5 separate regions of the Mus musculus genome follow, and all the other regions are linked to region 1. The links are chromatin contacts, called in public Hi-C, HiChIP or PLAC-seq and promoter capture Hi-C maps. All regions are on one chromosome and are shown on one strand. The core of a region is the stretch at or near the end of the contact, and the rest is flanking DNA. Distances in the headings are between cores, read along the strand shown. Region 1 holds the start of Marchf7 (membrane associated ring-CH-type finger 7). Region 2 overlaps Baz2b (bromodomain adjacent to zinc finger domain, 2B). Region 3 overlaps Tanc1 (tetratricopeptide repeat, ankyrin repeat and coiled-coil containing 1). Region 4 overlaps Tanc1 (tetratricopeptide repeat, ankyrin repeat and coiled-coil containing 1). Region 5 overlaps Tanc1 (tetratricopeptide repeat, ankyrin repeat and coiled-coil containing 1).

Region 1 (2,700 bases), core at 43-2,542:
AGAGCCCTCTAATCAACCCATAAAAACATGAAGCTATAGGGACACAACTCACAAAGTCCAAGTTTCGTTCTGACCAGAATGCTTGATGATAAAACTTGGTGGTAAATTCCTTCTGTTTGAAGTCATTAAAAATCCACAGTACAAGTATTATGCCCTGTAGTGTGCCTGCTCTGCTGACTGCTTCACACACTATCTCCTTAAAAAAGGCATCCCAGGAGTCGGGGGTGGAGGGGACTCATCTCAACTAGGAGATCTTAAGAGGTAAAATAACTATGGTCATGGCGATGCCAGAGTTTCTGGTTCCATTGCGACTGCCTCAGCACAACTGCTGCTTCTCTCACTCACACACACACACAAAAGCTCCTCAAAAGGAAATACTGACCCCATTTCGGGTTATCTTGTGAGACTACATAGGATCTACCTTTTTTAGTGAGAGTACTATTGTTTGTCAATCAGGACGGTATCTCGGTACTCACCCCTACGTTCTGGATACAAACGGGGGAGGGGGGGTGGGACTTAAAAAATAAGGACACTGAAGACAATAAAAACACACACACACAAACTACAGAATGGCGTGTGACCCGGACCCGCTCTTTAAACTGTTTTCACACTGATCGTGACGTCATGTTTATGACCCACACGGATTTCCACCCCCATATACCAACACGTACTTTTGTAGGGGGGTGGAGAAGGAGGGTGTTCACTGTAGTGGTTTCGGGGTGTGTGTGTGTGTGTGTGCGTGCGCGCTCTTCACTACGCAGTTTCTCCAAGGTGAGGGTGCATTTTACTACTCACACCTTGCGTGTCTAGAGTCGGCCCCTTACACCCGTGTCTCGCCCCGGGTCAGGAGAGCCAGCCTTCCTGCCTCACATGCCCGTGTCACGCCACTCCCGGTGCGGGGCCACCGAGAGGCCTACCTCCCTCCACCTACTCCGAGGGGACTGGGGGAAACCGACCGAAATCCCGGGTGAGCCGACCCCGCACTACGGCCGCCCGGCGCCGCAGGTCGTCGCGGGTCCCCGAGGGACGCGCACCATCTGCCCGCCCGCCCGCCCGCCCTGCCCCCGGGGTCCCGGGTGGGGGTGGGGGTGGCTCGCACTCCAGCGCTCCCCTCCCCCCCACGCCGCCGCCGCCGCTCTTTACCCTCTTCCACCGAGCACTCCGCTGCAGGGAGTGTCGCGCTCGCCGCAGCCACACCGCCGCCGCCTTCCTCGCTGGGCTCGGCTCGGCTCTCGGGCTACCGGCAGAGAAGTCGGCGACGAAGCACAATGGCGGCCGCCCCTCCGGATGCGCCGCAGAAGTGGCCGCCGCCGTTGGCAGCCCCGCCCTTCCTCCTCCCCCGCCCCCTGCGCGCTCGCTCGCCCGCTTCTCGCGAGAGCCGCGGCGGCGGCGGCGCTGGCGGCGCTGCGGGGGAGCCGGGAGCTGCGGGCGGGCTAGACGTGCCCCGCCGCGGGGTGGTGCTCTGACTGCGGCAGCCGTTGAGGGCCGCCTCGGGGGAAGCTGCGAGGCGCCACGGTAAGCGGCCGCAGACGGTCGGCGACGTGCGGGCGTGCGGGCGCCCGGAGCGGCGCGGCGCGGGAGGCCGGGCGGGCCGGTCGCCGCCCGCAGTGCGAGGGGCTTCGGCGCCCGCCTGGCTCCCGCGCCCGCCGCGGGCCCCTACCAGGCCCGCCGCTCCGGGTCCCGCCCGGCTGGTTGCGGGGGTGGATTTTGTTTTCTCTGCGCTCGGCAAGTGGCGCAGGGACTGTTTACGGAATGGAGTCCGACGCTGCCTTTCCCCCACCTCCCCTCGAGCCTCCCCGGCGCGTCCTCCCTGCCCAACCTTGTAGGATTTGACAGCTCTCCCTCCACCTACTACAGCCTTCCGATTGATTCCTACACCCTGCTGCTGGCAGTTTCCCTGGAGTAAATAAGTTGTAGCGACGGGGTATTTGGACGATCACTTCGGAATCTTAAAAAAAAAAAAAAAAAATCGGGCTTTTTAAGCTCTGAGAGCGCAGCTACAGGTTTTGCAGCAGACATTCACTTATTTAGAAAGAGCGAGGGAATCTGTGACGTAGTCTGAGGAATACGAGAAGAAACTTTCAGAAACCACGGTGAATGTGGTTAAACTAAGATGTAAATGAGGACTAAGAAATGCAAGAGAGTATGGGAAAAGCCACAAATTATGTGGCGTTTCAATGATGGACCAAACGCAAGTTGTTTAACGGTAAGTTCTTACTAAAACTTGGAAGCACAGGGAGGGCACTTGGGTTTTTAAGTGACCTATTTGATTTAAGGGTGTTTGTTTCAAAGAATAACTTGGATCTACATAATTCCACTAAGTGACTAAGTGAAATGCTACATATATATATATATATATATATATATATATATATATATACACATATGTATATATACATATATACAGTCAGTAATCATCTCTCATTTTTCTTCACTCATCACTAATAAATTTCGTACAAACTTAAGGGTTTTGGGTTGTTTTTTTTTTTAATTTTGTTAAAGTTGACACCCAGGTGTCATCCTTTTAGGGCATGTAGTAGACAAAGTGTCTGGTAAAGGATAAAATTAAGTACAGATTACTTTTGAGGAGATGTAATTTGTCCTTTTAAGAGAAATAATTGTTCCATTCTGTTTGGCCGTGTAACACCCTTAAGAATCAGAATTCATGGGTTCATATCTCAGCACTTTGTCTGATTACCT
Region 2 (2,700 bases), core at 191-2,690, 280 kb after region 1:
TCAGTGTTGTCTTTGTTGTTTGGGATGACAGCTCATATTTTATTGCAGATGCTCTGAGTCTAGGTAATCGCCCTTGAAGAGCTGCTCCTGAAAGTTCACATTCAGGTCCTCTTAATGTCACTCCCTGGCACATCCTGCAGCCACAGCTTGCTGATAGCAGTTATCTCAGCTTTTACAGATGCCATAGATTTTCATACAAAGACAAAAGGCCAAACAAGTTTTGGATAACAGAAGTCTTCGTTGAATCTAGTATCAAGGGTATATAGTCCTGAGATTTAAAAGTTTTTGGTTAGATATTAAAGATGTATAATATGATTACCAACCATAATTTAGTTAAAAATTCAGTAGCTGCCAGTGATGAAGGAAAGGCTCGGTGGTTCAGGATGCCTGCTGCTCTTGCAGAGGACCATGGTCCGTTTCTAGTGCCCACATCAGGCAGCCTGTAAGTGCCTATAACTCAGCTCAGGGGCTCGGGAGTGTATGGCTGAGGTGAGAACTGAGCAGAGCCACACAGATGTGCACATATGCTCAGGCTTGTTAAGCTACCCAGAGGTTGGAATACTTAAAACAGAGTAAGTCGTGTTGCTGTGTAATTCTAAACTTGTTCCTAGGCTTCCTAGGGTGATTTTGTTCGTTGAAACAATAATAATCTGATCACTGTTGAAATACCTCCACTAGAGTGTTTTCAAACACTTGTAAGGATTAAATGCTCGTGTGCATGATTTTGTCTTTAAGGAAAAAGAACGATTGAAGCAAGAGAAACGTGATGAGAAAAGATTGAATAAGGAACGCAAACTAGAGCAGCGGAGACTGGAGTTAGAAATGGCGAAGGAGCTAAAGAAACCTAAGGAAGACATGTGCTTAGCAGACCAAAAGGTGACTCCTGCCATGCCCTCCTCCAGTTGTCTCACCAGATCCCTTTTTCCAGAACAACCATTAGTTTCCAAGCCTAGGTCAACTGTCCCTGTGGTGGCAGCCACTGTGTCACTGAAAACCTCTCACTTTTCATAACTAAGCCATGGAAACCAGCAAGGAAAGGTCAGGGAAGCAGACGTGCTCCGTGGCTGTGTTACACTGCGCGGACACTGAGGCACAGAAAGGCTTCACACCGCAGAGTCCTTAGTGAATTAGAGTGAGCTGTGAATTCTCCGGTACATTAGCAGAAACTTAGCTGTTAGCCAACCTTTAAAGGAGGTGTTTACTACATGCTTGGTACAGTTCTAAGTACCAACAGGAACCCCTTGGTACTAGTTTCATGTGTTTGGATATTTACATTTTCCTAACCAGCATGGGTCTTTCCTGTAAGTCAGCTAACACACTTACTAAATTTACAGTGACCAGGCTTTTAAAATTCGAACTGGATGCTATTTTCTTGCAACTTCTCTTTTCACTTAAGTCATGTGAATTATCAAAAATATATTTAGTTAAACCCAGAACAGAAGAGGAAGAAATTCTCCAGCCAACCAGCTTAGCCAAATTGATGAGCATCCGGTTCAGTGGGAGGCTCTGTTTCAAAAAGTGAAGTGCGTGCATAAATGTGGGGAATGGCTGGTGGGATTGCTCAATGAGAAAGTGTTTGCGATCAAGCCTGACAATTTGTATTCGATCCTCCAGAGCCCATGTGATAGAAGGAGAAAATCTACTCACATTGTTGCAAGCACATACCTGCATACATGCACCACACACAGACAGACCAGTAACTTGCATGCTCATATCTGTACATGTAGAACACAAACAGGTAGGAAGGTAGGTGGATGGATGGATGGATGGATGGATGGATGGATGGATAGATGATAGATAGATAGATAGATAGATAGATAGATAGATAGATAGATGTTTAGTAAGGTAGAGAGCAACTGAGGAAGGCACTTAGTGTCAACATGTGTGCATACACTTGAATTCATACATAATGCTGTATGTACAAATAAGGTCCTGGTTTGATTTTTAAACTTTTCAATTTTACCTGTGTTCTCCTTGCAGCCCTTGCCAGAGTGGCCTCGCATCCCGGGACTTGTGCTCTCTGGAACCACATTTTCAGACTGTCTCATGGTGGTGCAGTTCTTACGAAACTTTGGTAAAGTTTTGGGCTTTGATGTGAATATTGATGTTCCAAACCTCAGTGTTCTTCAAGAGGGATTGCTAAATATAGGGGACAGCATGGGTGAAGTACAAGACTTGCTTGTGAGGCTCCTCTCAGCTGCTGTATGTGATCCAGGTCTAATTACAGGATACAAGGTAAAAACTCCAAACTATAACCAACTGTTTTAAGTGTGTACTCTACATGCGTTTCTAGTTAACTTTCATGGTAGCAGAAGAGTGTGTTGATTTCTCTCTATCTCATTGCTTCCCTATATATATGTCTTGGAATTAATGGAATTATTTATAATAGGTTGCAATTAGCAAATGTAGAAGAATCTTGCTAGACCTTAAGAATATGAACCAGACCGTCTCTCAGTTACTCTCTATTGTTCTAGCTATAGGCAAAGTCCCAGTCAACTTAAGGAAATCGTCCAGTGATGTATGTCAAAAACAGAATTCATATTTATGAAGGACTTAGAACTTGCATGCTTATTCTAAGTTTTCCTTTGTCAGTTGCTATGAACAATAGGCTGAATCATCAGTTAAGGTGCTGACTCTATAGTGGTCATAGGCACTCCCTGTTCCCAGTCATTTGTTCTGCTCACATGCACACTCCAGGGA
Region 3 (2,700 bases), core at 118-2,617, 440 kb after region 1:
GCGTGCACCACCACGCCCGGCGTAGATTACATTTTGAAACCGAAATGAGTGCAACATGAAACGGATCCGTAAGAGTTCGGTCCCACCGAGATCAGCCTCCTGGCTGTAGCTGGGTCCTCCCCAATACATGCAGAGATCTACAGCGGGACCCCAGTACTTTCACGGGTGTGGGGTTCAGGAGCATCTTCAAAGTCTGAACTGGATAAACGCATGATTTGGTTTTTAAATTATACTTGGATGAAAGCGCAAGTGACCAGAGAACACGGAGCTCAGAGGTCTATTTGACTACGTATTAATGTGACTATGGAGCTGATGAAAGATGGCACATAACGGCTCCTCAAAGACATGGCCATAGCCCAGCAAAGGGAAGGCCGGGAACTGTTCAGAAGAGGCCCACTGTGATATCAACATGATTGTACAGCAGAAGGCTCGAGTGACGCCTTTGGGTCCCACCCGACTGTACCCGTCTGCTGGTGGAAAGCAGACACCCTAGATCACTGCTCTGCCACCGCTGAGCACGCCTGCAGGATCATACGAACAATCAGTCCAGGCTGGGGTACGGAAATGAACACTCTCAGAGTCACTGGATTCTAATATCGCACAGGTCTACGGGCTAACGAATTAGCTGAAATCCTTGGTTTTCTAGACAAGGAAGTATGTGAAGGAGTTAATTCAATATTGCTCAAGCCCATTAGAATTCAGTCTTCAACTCAGCAGGACTGCATCTACCAGGAGGCCCAGGAAGGCTTTCTTAGAAAACCCTGGCCTCAAAACAGTGACCAGATCCCATTATAAGCAACATTCAGAGAACACAAGCCCCATAGGTCATCAGGCGGGAAAGCAACCTTGAGATCTGGTTGTGAAAACTGCTTTATTTGCAGGCATTTCATTACCCTGCTGTGGTGCCCTAAGGGGACCTAATGCAAAGGAATGAAGTGACCGGGAAGGTGGGAGGGGTTTTGTTTTTGTTTTTGTTTTAAGAAAAAAAAAAAGCATATGGGTGCAGTGATATAAAATAAACATCAAGGAATAGAGAAGCTAAAATTCATTCTCTTGGCTGCAGGCAGCCCCCGAGTTGTCAGCAGTAAGGGGGGCGGGGGGTGTGTCTACAGTTTGACCTTCACGGGCCACAAGGAACCCTCTCACGAGGTGGCTATAGTGCTCCGGCTGCCATGCATCGGGCCGTTACATTGCCAGGTAGTGTGCTTCTTACCTATAATTCCACTGTCCTTGCTTTCCAGGGTGGAACTGGGGCTGCTAATGGTCTCGCAGGGACTTTTGCTGGCTGCCGTCTTGCTGACACAGCTATTCAAGGTCGAGCAGGGGCTGTCGGTGCTGGGAGAGGCAGTGCTGCTTGTGAGTGTGGAACAAGGGCTGATGCCTTGACTCAGGGCTGTGCACTGCAAGGGGAAGGGAGGGAGGGAGGGAGAGAGGGAGGGAGGGGTTAACACGGCTTACACAGTATGTGTGCTTCAACACATGTTTTTGTTTTGGACGCCAAAATGATGAAACTTAAACACAAGACAAACGGAGACATTTTTTTTTAACTTCTGTAGCTAAATAGGGACAGACACGATTTTCCAAAATGCTTAAAAGAGATGTGTCTTTCTTTGTTCTGGTTGCCTCCTTTGAGGTTTCAACTAAAAGGGCAGTCTTAGCAATGCTTCAGTGGGAACACAAATTCATAAAACAGAGATGGCCAACAGGCAGACTTCCTTTCATTTAAAGCCTCAAGAAGACAAATGGGTTATTTGACCTCTGTGCGGGGAAACCTGGGGACCATGTTTCTATAATGTTTCACAAGCACGGCAGCCTGACTTTATTCCTCAAGATTTATAAGCTGTGTGTTCAGGAAAGGAGACTGGTGACCACTGCAGTCTCCATCAACGCCCTCCCCCGCCACCCTCCGCCCCAGCCATGCCTCCTCACAGAGACCCTGGGTGGAGGGAGGCAGAAGTCCCAACTCCTTGCACTGCTACTTGCACATTCACAGGTGGCGGGAGCCTGGTGGCTGGGTTCCCTGAGACGGAGTGCGTCTCCCTGAAGGGTGAGACATTTGATTCTCTCCCATTTTGTCTCTACCTCATCTCCTATCAATATTCTCTTCACCCCACTGACTTCCCCCTCACCCCCCATCCCAACAGCTGAGAGAGCACAGAAAACCACAGACCAAAGCAGTTCGTGAGAGTAACGGTGCTCTCAAGACAGAAGTACCCTTATTACAAGACGACATGTAGCTGATATTCTCTGGGCCATGGCTGTAAGGTTAATATGGACATTTTCTTAAGTTCTGATCCCTTCTGTTTGTCCTTAACAATTTCCACCACTATCCCCAGCTGAGACCCAGAAACTAACTGTTGTATTAAATTTCAAAACACAAGTGCCCAGAACTCATTTGACCAAACAGTAATGAGAGCCCCACTCTCCCACACGTGCCGGTAGGGTGCATGCTGAGCATGTAGGAAATGCAGCTTCTTCCTCTGGCATTACCATGGCTTCATTTTTGTCTTCAATGGTTATGTGTGTGGCGCTCGGGATCCCCTCTCCCAGTAGAAATCCCAGCCTTGTCAACAGTTCTTGAGCTGCTGGAGAGCAGCTCGGTTCATTATCAGCCTTCGCTTCTGGAACAAAGAAAGACAACAGTGAAGATTCCCGAATGGGGAGTTCTGGCTTCCGCATCTGGACGAGCCGGCACTCCAG
Region 4 (2,778 bases), core at 205-2,704, 490 kb after region 1:
AGATGATATTTAGGTTATACCACTCATGACAAGTTGATAAGACTTTAATTTCTAAGAGCTACATTCTTAGAATATAATTCCCATATACCAGACATACTTCTTTAAACAATTTCTCCTGATCACTCTTGAACTCCACTGCCTGCAGGGGAACTCAAGCTTTACCACAAAAGCATGAGTTAATTCTGTCAGGAGGCCTTCTGTACCACTCAACTGCCACACAAGGTCCAAAGCCAGGAACTCTCTGGACTTCCAGCCCGAGTCTGCTTCCTCCAATATGGGAATCCCAATGGAAGACCTGGACTGCACCCACAGGGCTTCCTGGCCTCACTTTTCTCTTTTCAGATCCCACCTACTCTTCCCTCACTGAACCCCGGCCAACCCCAACCCATCACAACGCTCAATTCTGAGCAGGTTCCCCTAGGATCTAACCCCCAAAGGAACCTGGGAACAAACTAGCACACCATTATGAAATCAAACTTTCAAGAATAAGCAGATTCTCCAATATATAGGATGTACCTATAGTGTACAAAGGATACAGGGATACAGGATGCACCTATAGTGTACAAAGAATACAGGGATACAGGATGCACCTATAGTGTACAAAGAATACAGGGATACAGGATGCACCTATAGTGTACAAAGGATACAGGGAGGGATACAGGATGCAATTATAGTGTACAAAAGATACAGGGATACAGGCCTCTCCAACATAGAGGATGCAACTATAGTGTACAAAGAATACAGGGATACAGGATGCAACTATAGTGTACAGAAGATACAGGGATACAGGCCTCTCCAATATAGAGGATGCAATTATAGTGTACAAAAGATACAGGGATACAGGATGCAATTATAGTATACAAAGGATACAGGGATACAGGCCTCTCCAATATAGAGGATGCAACTATAGTGTACAAAGAATACAGGGATATAGGATGCAACTATAGTGTACAGAAGATACAGGGATACAGGCCTCTCCAACATAGAGGATGCAATTATAGTATACAAGGAATACAGGGACACAGGCCTCAGCAGGGACGAGCCTCTTAGAGAAGAAGCGTAGCTGGTTAAATGCACTCAGATGATACACTTTCCTCCTATCTTGCCCCTCCCCCAAGTTGGCCGCCTCACCCCAAGTCACATTCCTCAGAATGCACCAAGAAGCAACCAAGGACAGCAAAGAAACTTGAGTCATCACTCCATAGATTACAAACCATCTTCAAAGTTCTAAATTATAGACAGTAGAATTCGGAGGAGACACGTAAGTTTTCCATAAGCAAAACCTGTCTGTCTGACAAAGACTCTTTCCAACTAGGCTTTGTCATGACTTCCTGGCTACAAAAGAAACCCATGTACCACCCTTGGGGGTGGGGGGATGAACCCTCTGAGATGTCTAGCCAAGCAGGCACTCTTTTTTTTTCCCCCCCCAGATCTCTGTGCATAAGGCCAGAAAGGGATGTGACCCAAACCACCATTATTCATGCTATACTGCTGTGCTGGCTTTTCACATGGGAAGGGCTGTTAACCCTGCCCCAGCCTGGGGGAACACACTGAAGCCTTGGCTTCGCAAGCAACTCAAAGGTGACAGAGCTGTCAAGGGCAAAGCTGTGGGCAAGCTGGCAGAGTCAGCAAAGAATCTTCAGCCTCACCTGGGCCAACTACACTCGAGGCATTTCAATAAACCTGAGACACTGATGAGTTATCACTAATTGCCCAGGCCACTCATTTGAAGAGGGAAGAAATACACAATTACTAGACAGCCCTCACTAGAATTACAAACACACTAAAGGCAGGTGGCCAAGGCATTCTACCCCTAAGAGGGGAGGGTAAACAGGAGTTAGTTAGTAGAGGCCCCTTATATTGTCCAGGTGAACAGGAGAGGTCCCTGCCTTGGACCGTTACACCCCCTGGACTCTTGACGATACCACCTCTTGAGATCTATAGCCAGTGCATGAGGCACCCTGACTACCACTTCTGTGGCTACAACCAGAGCACATTTCCCAACGGGGCTGTATGCTTATACTCAGAAGAGATTCATGAGAGCTTCCGGCACTTACTTTCTCTGTCTCACAACTAGTTCCATGACCAGATCCTACTACCATTCGGTTCTATAAGCAGATACAGCATCTACAAGATTTAGGCAACAGGAGTCGGACAAGAACATATAAGTAGTTACACCCCCACAGTTACTGAGGATAGCGGAGCAGCAGGCAAGGCTGATTTTCCATGTGTTTGAGGAGAGAGCTACATGGCCTCATGTACTACCTAAGTCACAGACTTGGTCTGTAAATGGCAGCGAGGTGGCCCGCTAGGCCATAAGGAATAGTCTCCCTACCCACTTGGAAAGATTTCTGACCTACACGTGCAAACCCAGACTTTCAGTCCCTTCCTTTTGATTGGAACACAAAGAAATGGAAATACACACACCATTGCCAGAAACTTTCTAAAAAGTTAAGCTTGTTCCTGAGAAAAGGGTCACTATCTCAGAGACAGAATTCTCTAACACAGAACAAGAGAAATTAGGGGCTGGAGTGCAGATTTAAAGCATTTCCTAATCACAAATCCTGCCCGTAAACTTTGTTTGTATCGAGCAAAGCAAATATTTTCATTAACTGCAAGTCTGTAAGACAGAGCCTCCAAGGCATGTGGCAGCCATGAGGACCCTCGGCCTTGGGACCAGCTGGGCTCCAGCTCTTTGATTTTATGTAGGCTGCAATAAAAATGGAACTTAGAGACGGGGTTGGGGGAGGGGGCTTCCATTCCAGCTTTGACTTTGCC
Region 5 (2,700 bases), core at 73-2,572, 460 kb after region 1:
GTGTGCAGAGTAACTTAGAAAGTTTTCACGAGGCCTTCAGGCAACACTGTGTTAGAAGTGTGTAATAAGGTAAGACACGTCCCCAATCAAGTCACTTGATTTCTAGAGGCTTACAGAAACTGGGGTTAGGATAAGAAACCTAAGGTGAGGAACCAACTGGAATCATCCAGACAGGTCCCACACACATGGGTGTTAGTATGAGAAAGGAGGGGATAAGACTGCCACAGAAGTAGAGAGAGGAGGGTGTGGCCATCAGGAGCTACAGAAGGTAAGCATTTTCCCAGACAAGTACTCTATGGACGGTGCCTGCGGCTCAGAGAGACAAACAGCTGAAACCACCAAATGGAGATAACACGCCACCGTAGCCCCAGGAAACACCTACACTTCAATACCAACATGGGAGCACCACCATGCCCAACTCCTCCCAGCCCCTCCCCCACGAGGGGAACTTCATGGCACCAAGGTACTTGAAGGTAATGTGCACTGCTAAAAAGAAAGGGCAGTAGGTATCTTGTTTCAACTATTATATGTTTGACGGGGCTCCGTACTCGAAGCCAACTTTAATCCTGACATAGTAACACGCATTTTCTGTCCCTAATCTCACCTCTCCTGCGTTGAGTTTATCAGCTGTCCTACAACCTAAGCAGAGTTTACACTAAATGAAGAGCTGAAATAAACTCAGAGCAGCAACACGATAGTTATTTAGGAGCATGCTTGTCACTTCTACCACAACCACAGAGTATGTCTAGTAGAGAATTCCTAGTCTTAAAAAAAAAAAAAAAAGAAGTGTAGTAAACGGTAAAGACTGAGCCAGCCTTCACGTCCTACCAGAATTGTGTGAGTCTCAGTCTCAGGTGATATTCATGTTAAATATGATTTTAGATTAATTAATAAATGCAAGGCTCAGAAACTGAGTTTAAATGCTATGGAAAACATGCTCTAAATTGTAAATAGAAAACACTGAAAGCAATGTAAGATTCATTTTAGAGATGAAAGGCTCATCTTAAAATAGTCTCTCGACCTGGTGAGGTCAAGCCTTCCTTTCAAAATATTAGTGGAAGGAAAGGGATTCTTGAACTCCAGGTCCCTCCTTGTTCTCCAGCTCCTACCCAGGTGGCAAGGCTACCCATCATGCATCATTGCCCATGTCCTTGAAAGTACAAGGCAGCTCGCTGCTGTGCTGTGTTGGCTGTCTTGAGGAAGCACGCTGGCCTCAACCACAAAGCCATCTCGGCAGTCAGGACCTTACTGTACAGGGTCAGTAAGTGGAAGAGCAGACTGGGCTTGTGTCTGACACACAGGCTTGATAGTGAGATCTCTGAAAAGCACACACCTTCTGCGCGCTGAAACATCTGCAGACACCATGCAGTGATGTTCTGGGCGGGGCGATTAGTCACCATTCCCCTGGCAGGGACCCAGATCACTGCAACCTCCTCAGCAGTGGGGCTGACTCTGTCAGTGTTCTGGGTTCAAGACAACAGAAAGGCGGCTTTCTACCCTGAACACACCACAGCCCAGGTGCCTGCGGGGCTTTTATTAGCGAAAGCTGCTACAATGTATCTGATTATCCTACTAAAGCTGAGTGAGATTGACATAAGGTTGAAGCTTTCAAAAACGTGTGTGCACAGGATAGCCATGCCTGTGTTCACGCAGAGGCCAGGAGAGGGCACCGGGTCCCTCAGAGTTGGGGCTAGAGTTAACAGGCACTTGCCAGACAAGAATGCAGGAATCCAAACTCCTTGTGTCCTTGTGACTGAGCAGAAACCACTGTTAATCCCAGGTTACTTCCTTTTGTTTTTAGAACAACTATAACTCATGTATCTTTTATCTAAACTTGGTAATAACACAATATATACCAAAGTAGCGGCCTCCCTTTAAAGAACAAAACTATTTTTCTTTTTAAAACTTGCTGCTTGAACAGTTAAGAGTTTCAGAATTTAGAAGGCATTGTTCCTGGAAGACTCAGTATTTACCACAAGGTGGCGCTGCTCCGATGCCAGTTTCAGACAAAAGCTCTGAGGCTTGCTGGGAAAGGTTTCTTCACCATCAAGGCAAGAAATGGTCGCCACCCTAAGCAGGATGAAGTCCTGGATGTTTTTAAGGTTTTAGGTAACACGTATATGCTTAGCAGTTACACTAAGGAGTTCAGTCTCAGAGGCAACAACTTCCTGCCCATTGTACACTTGGCCTAACAGAACAGACCCTGGATAGCCGCAGCACACCCAGCTTCACGGAGAGCCACCCAGGCACCAAAGCGGATGCAAAGGCCTGAGTGCTCCTCGTTACTCAGGGGAAAATCTGAAAGTCCGTGCACACTTAAATCTGTACTGGAATAAATGAACGGGGAAAGAGACAGCTCTCAAGATACAGAATAATCGCCAACAATTTATATAGATACTCCATGCTCAGAAGTGACGGGCTTTGCTCCAAGCCTTACCTGTGGGCTTCGCACAGTGCCCATGCAGAGAATAAAGTGTCTTCTTTATGTGGTGGACGGAGACAAGGAGAGAAGAAGACAGGGTAGGTTCAGTGTAGAAAGTGAACAGCCACAACCTTGGCTGGATGACGAAGATCAACCAAGAGAGGCGAACTACACTGTTGGTACACACCTTCGACTCCGCGGGATAAAGAGGTCACCCCAAACTCCTAAGTCCTGGCTGATGGTGAGAAAAACATCAGACACGTTCCAATAAGCAGGCA

The links. Promoter capture Hi-C pulls out the DNA fragments that hold promoters and counts their contacts. Hi-C and Micro-C count contacts between places; a contact is called where the count stands out from the background. HiChIP or PLAC-seq counts read pairs in DNA pulled down with a chosen protein or histone mark.
Region 2: a Hi-C map of bone marrow-derived macrophages shows a contact between it and region 1, with 20 read pairs. The contact joins the enhancer-like site here to the promoter of Marchf7 in region 1. A contact is called at or near these places in 9 of 39 promoter capture datasets (the 3T3-L1 cell line, cranial neural crest, hematopoietic stem and progenitor cells and 5 more), 2 of 15 datasets of contacts at CTCF or cohesin (the NIH/3T3 cell line and pro-B cells), 5 of 484 Hi-C or Micro-C datasets (bone marrow-derived macrophages, centroblasts, cerebral cortex and 2 more), 10 of 115 datasets of contacts at active chromatin or transcription factors (bone marrow-derived macrophages, embryonic forebrain, embryonic limb bud and 6 more) and 5 of 9 other capture datasets (adipose tissue, embryonic stem cells, liver and 2 more).
Region 3: an H3K4me3 HiChIP or PLAC-seq map of craniofacial prominence shows a contact between it and region 1, with 3 times the contacts expected there. The contact joins the enhancer-like site here to the promoter of Marchf7 in region 1. A contact is called at or near these places in 4 of 39 promoter capture datasets (the C10 cell line, embryonic stem cells, hippocampal neurons and 1 more), 2 of 484 Hi-C or Micro-C datasets (cerebral cortex and cortical neurons) and 7 of 115 datasets of contacts at active chromatin or transcription factors (the 230-238 cell line, cardiomyocytes, craniofacial prominence and 4 more).
Region 4: a promoter capture Hi-C map of embryonic stem cells shows a contact between it and region 1, with 2.1 times the contacts expected there. The contact joins the enhancer-like site here to the promoter of Marchf7 in region 1. A contact is called at or near these places in 3 of 39 promoter capture datasets (embryonic stem cells, hippocampal neurons and pre-B cells) and 3 of 115 datasets of contacts at active chromatin or transcription factors (embryonic stem cells, extraembryonic endoderm stem cells and large pre-B cells).
Region 5: a Hi-C map of uterus shows a contact between it and region 1, with 5 times the contacts expected there. The contact joins the enhancer-like site here to the promoter of Marchf7 in region 1. A contact is called at or near these places in 7 of 39 promoter capture datasets (the 3T3-L1 cell line, frontonasal cranial neural crest, hippocampal neurons and 4 more), 1 of 15 datasets of contacts at CTCF or cohesin (pro-B cells), 4 of 484 Hi-C or Micro-C datasets (cortical neurons, olfactory sensory neurons and uterus) and 7 of 115 datasets of contacts at active chromatin or transcription factors (cardiomyocytes, craniofacial prominence, embryonic forebrain and 4 more).

Annotation. Positions count from the first base shown.
Region 1 is chr2:60,208,528-60,211,227 of GRCm38.p6, reverse strand. It overlaps Marchf7 (membrane associated ring-CH-type finger 7), which reads right to left and starts at 1,292. Exons shown (of 10, transcript NM_020575.2): 1 at 1,144-1,292. It also overlaps a transcript of Baz2b not described here.
Region 2 is chr2:59,924,196-59,926,895 of GRCm38.p6, reverse strand. It overlaps Baz2b (bromodomain adjacent to zinc finger domain, 2B), which reads left to right. Exons shown (of 36, transcript NM_001001182.3): 20 at 736-876; 21 at 1,981-2,235. Among named protein-coding and RNA genes, the nearest start is that of Gm52554, 43 kb to the right of the region's middle. Within about 2 kb of position 1,440, at least 3 of the 459 cell types and tissues checked have an H3K27ac peak or open chromatin away from gene starts, as enhancers often do. A contact at or near this core is called in bone marrow-derived macrophages, where this site is marked.
Region 3 is chr2:59,771,053-59,773,752 of GRCm38.p6, reverse strand. Tanc1 (tetratricopeptide repeat, ankyrin repeat and coiled-coil containing 1) reads right to left here. Exons shown (of 27, transcript NM_198294.3): 6 at 2,491-2,621; 7 at 1,214-1,400. Among named protein-coding and RNA genes, the nearest start is that of Wdsub1, 110 kb to the left of the region's middle. Within about 2 kb of position 1,367, at least 37 of the 459 cell types and tissues checked have an H3K27ac peak or open chromatin away from gene starts, as enhancers often do. A contact at or near this core is called in craniofacial prominence, where this site is marked.
Region 4 is chr2:59,721,872-59,724,649 of GRCm38.p6, reverse strand. The region is part of intron 3 of Tanc1 (tetratricopeptide repeat, ankyrin repeat and coiled-coil containing 1); the gene reads right to left. Among named protein-coding and RNA genes, the nearest start is that of Tanc1, 110 kb to the right of the region's middle. Within about 2 kb of position 1,454, at least 8 of the 459 cell types and tissues checked have an H3K27ac peak or open chromatin away from gene starts, as enhancers often do. A contact at or near this core is called in embryonic stem cells, where this site is marked.
Region 5 is chr2:59,744,948-59,747,647 of GRCm38.p6, reverse strand. All of the region lies in intron 4 of Tanc1 (tetratricopeptide repeat, ankyrin repeat and coiled-coil containing 1), which reads right to left. Among named protein-coding and RNA genes, the nearest start is that of Tanc1, 130 kb to the right of the region's middle. Within about 2 kb of position 1,322, at least 56 of the 459 cell types and tissues checked have an H3K27ac peak or open chromatin away from gene starts, as enhancers often do. A contact at or near this core is called in embryonic stem cells, stem cell-derived epiblast-like cells, trophoblast stem cells and 1 more, where this site is marked.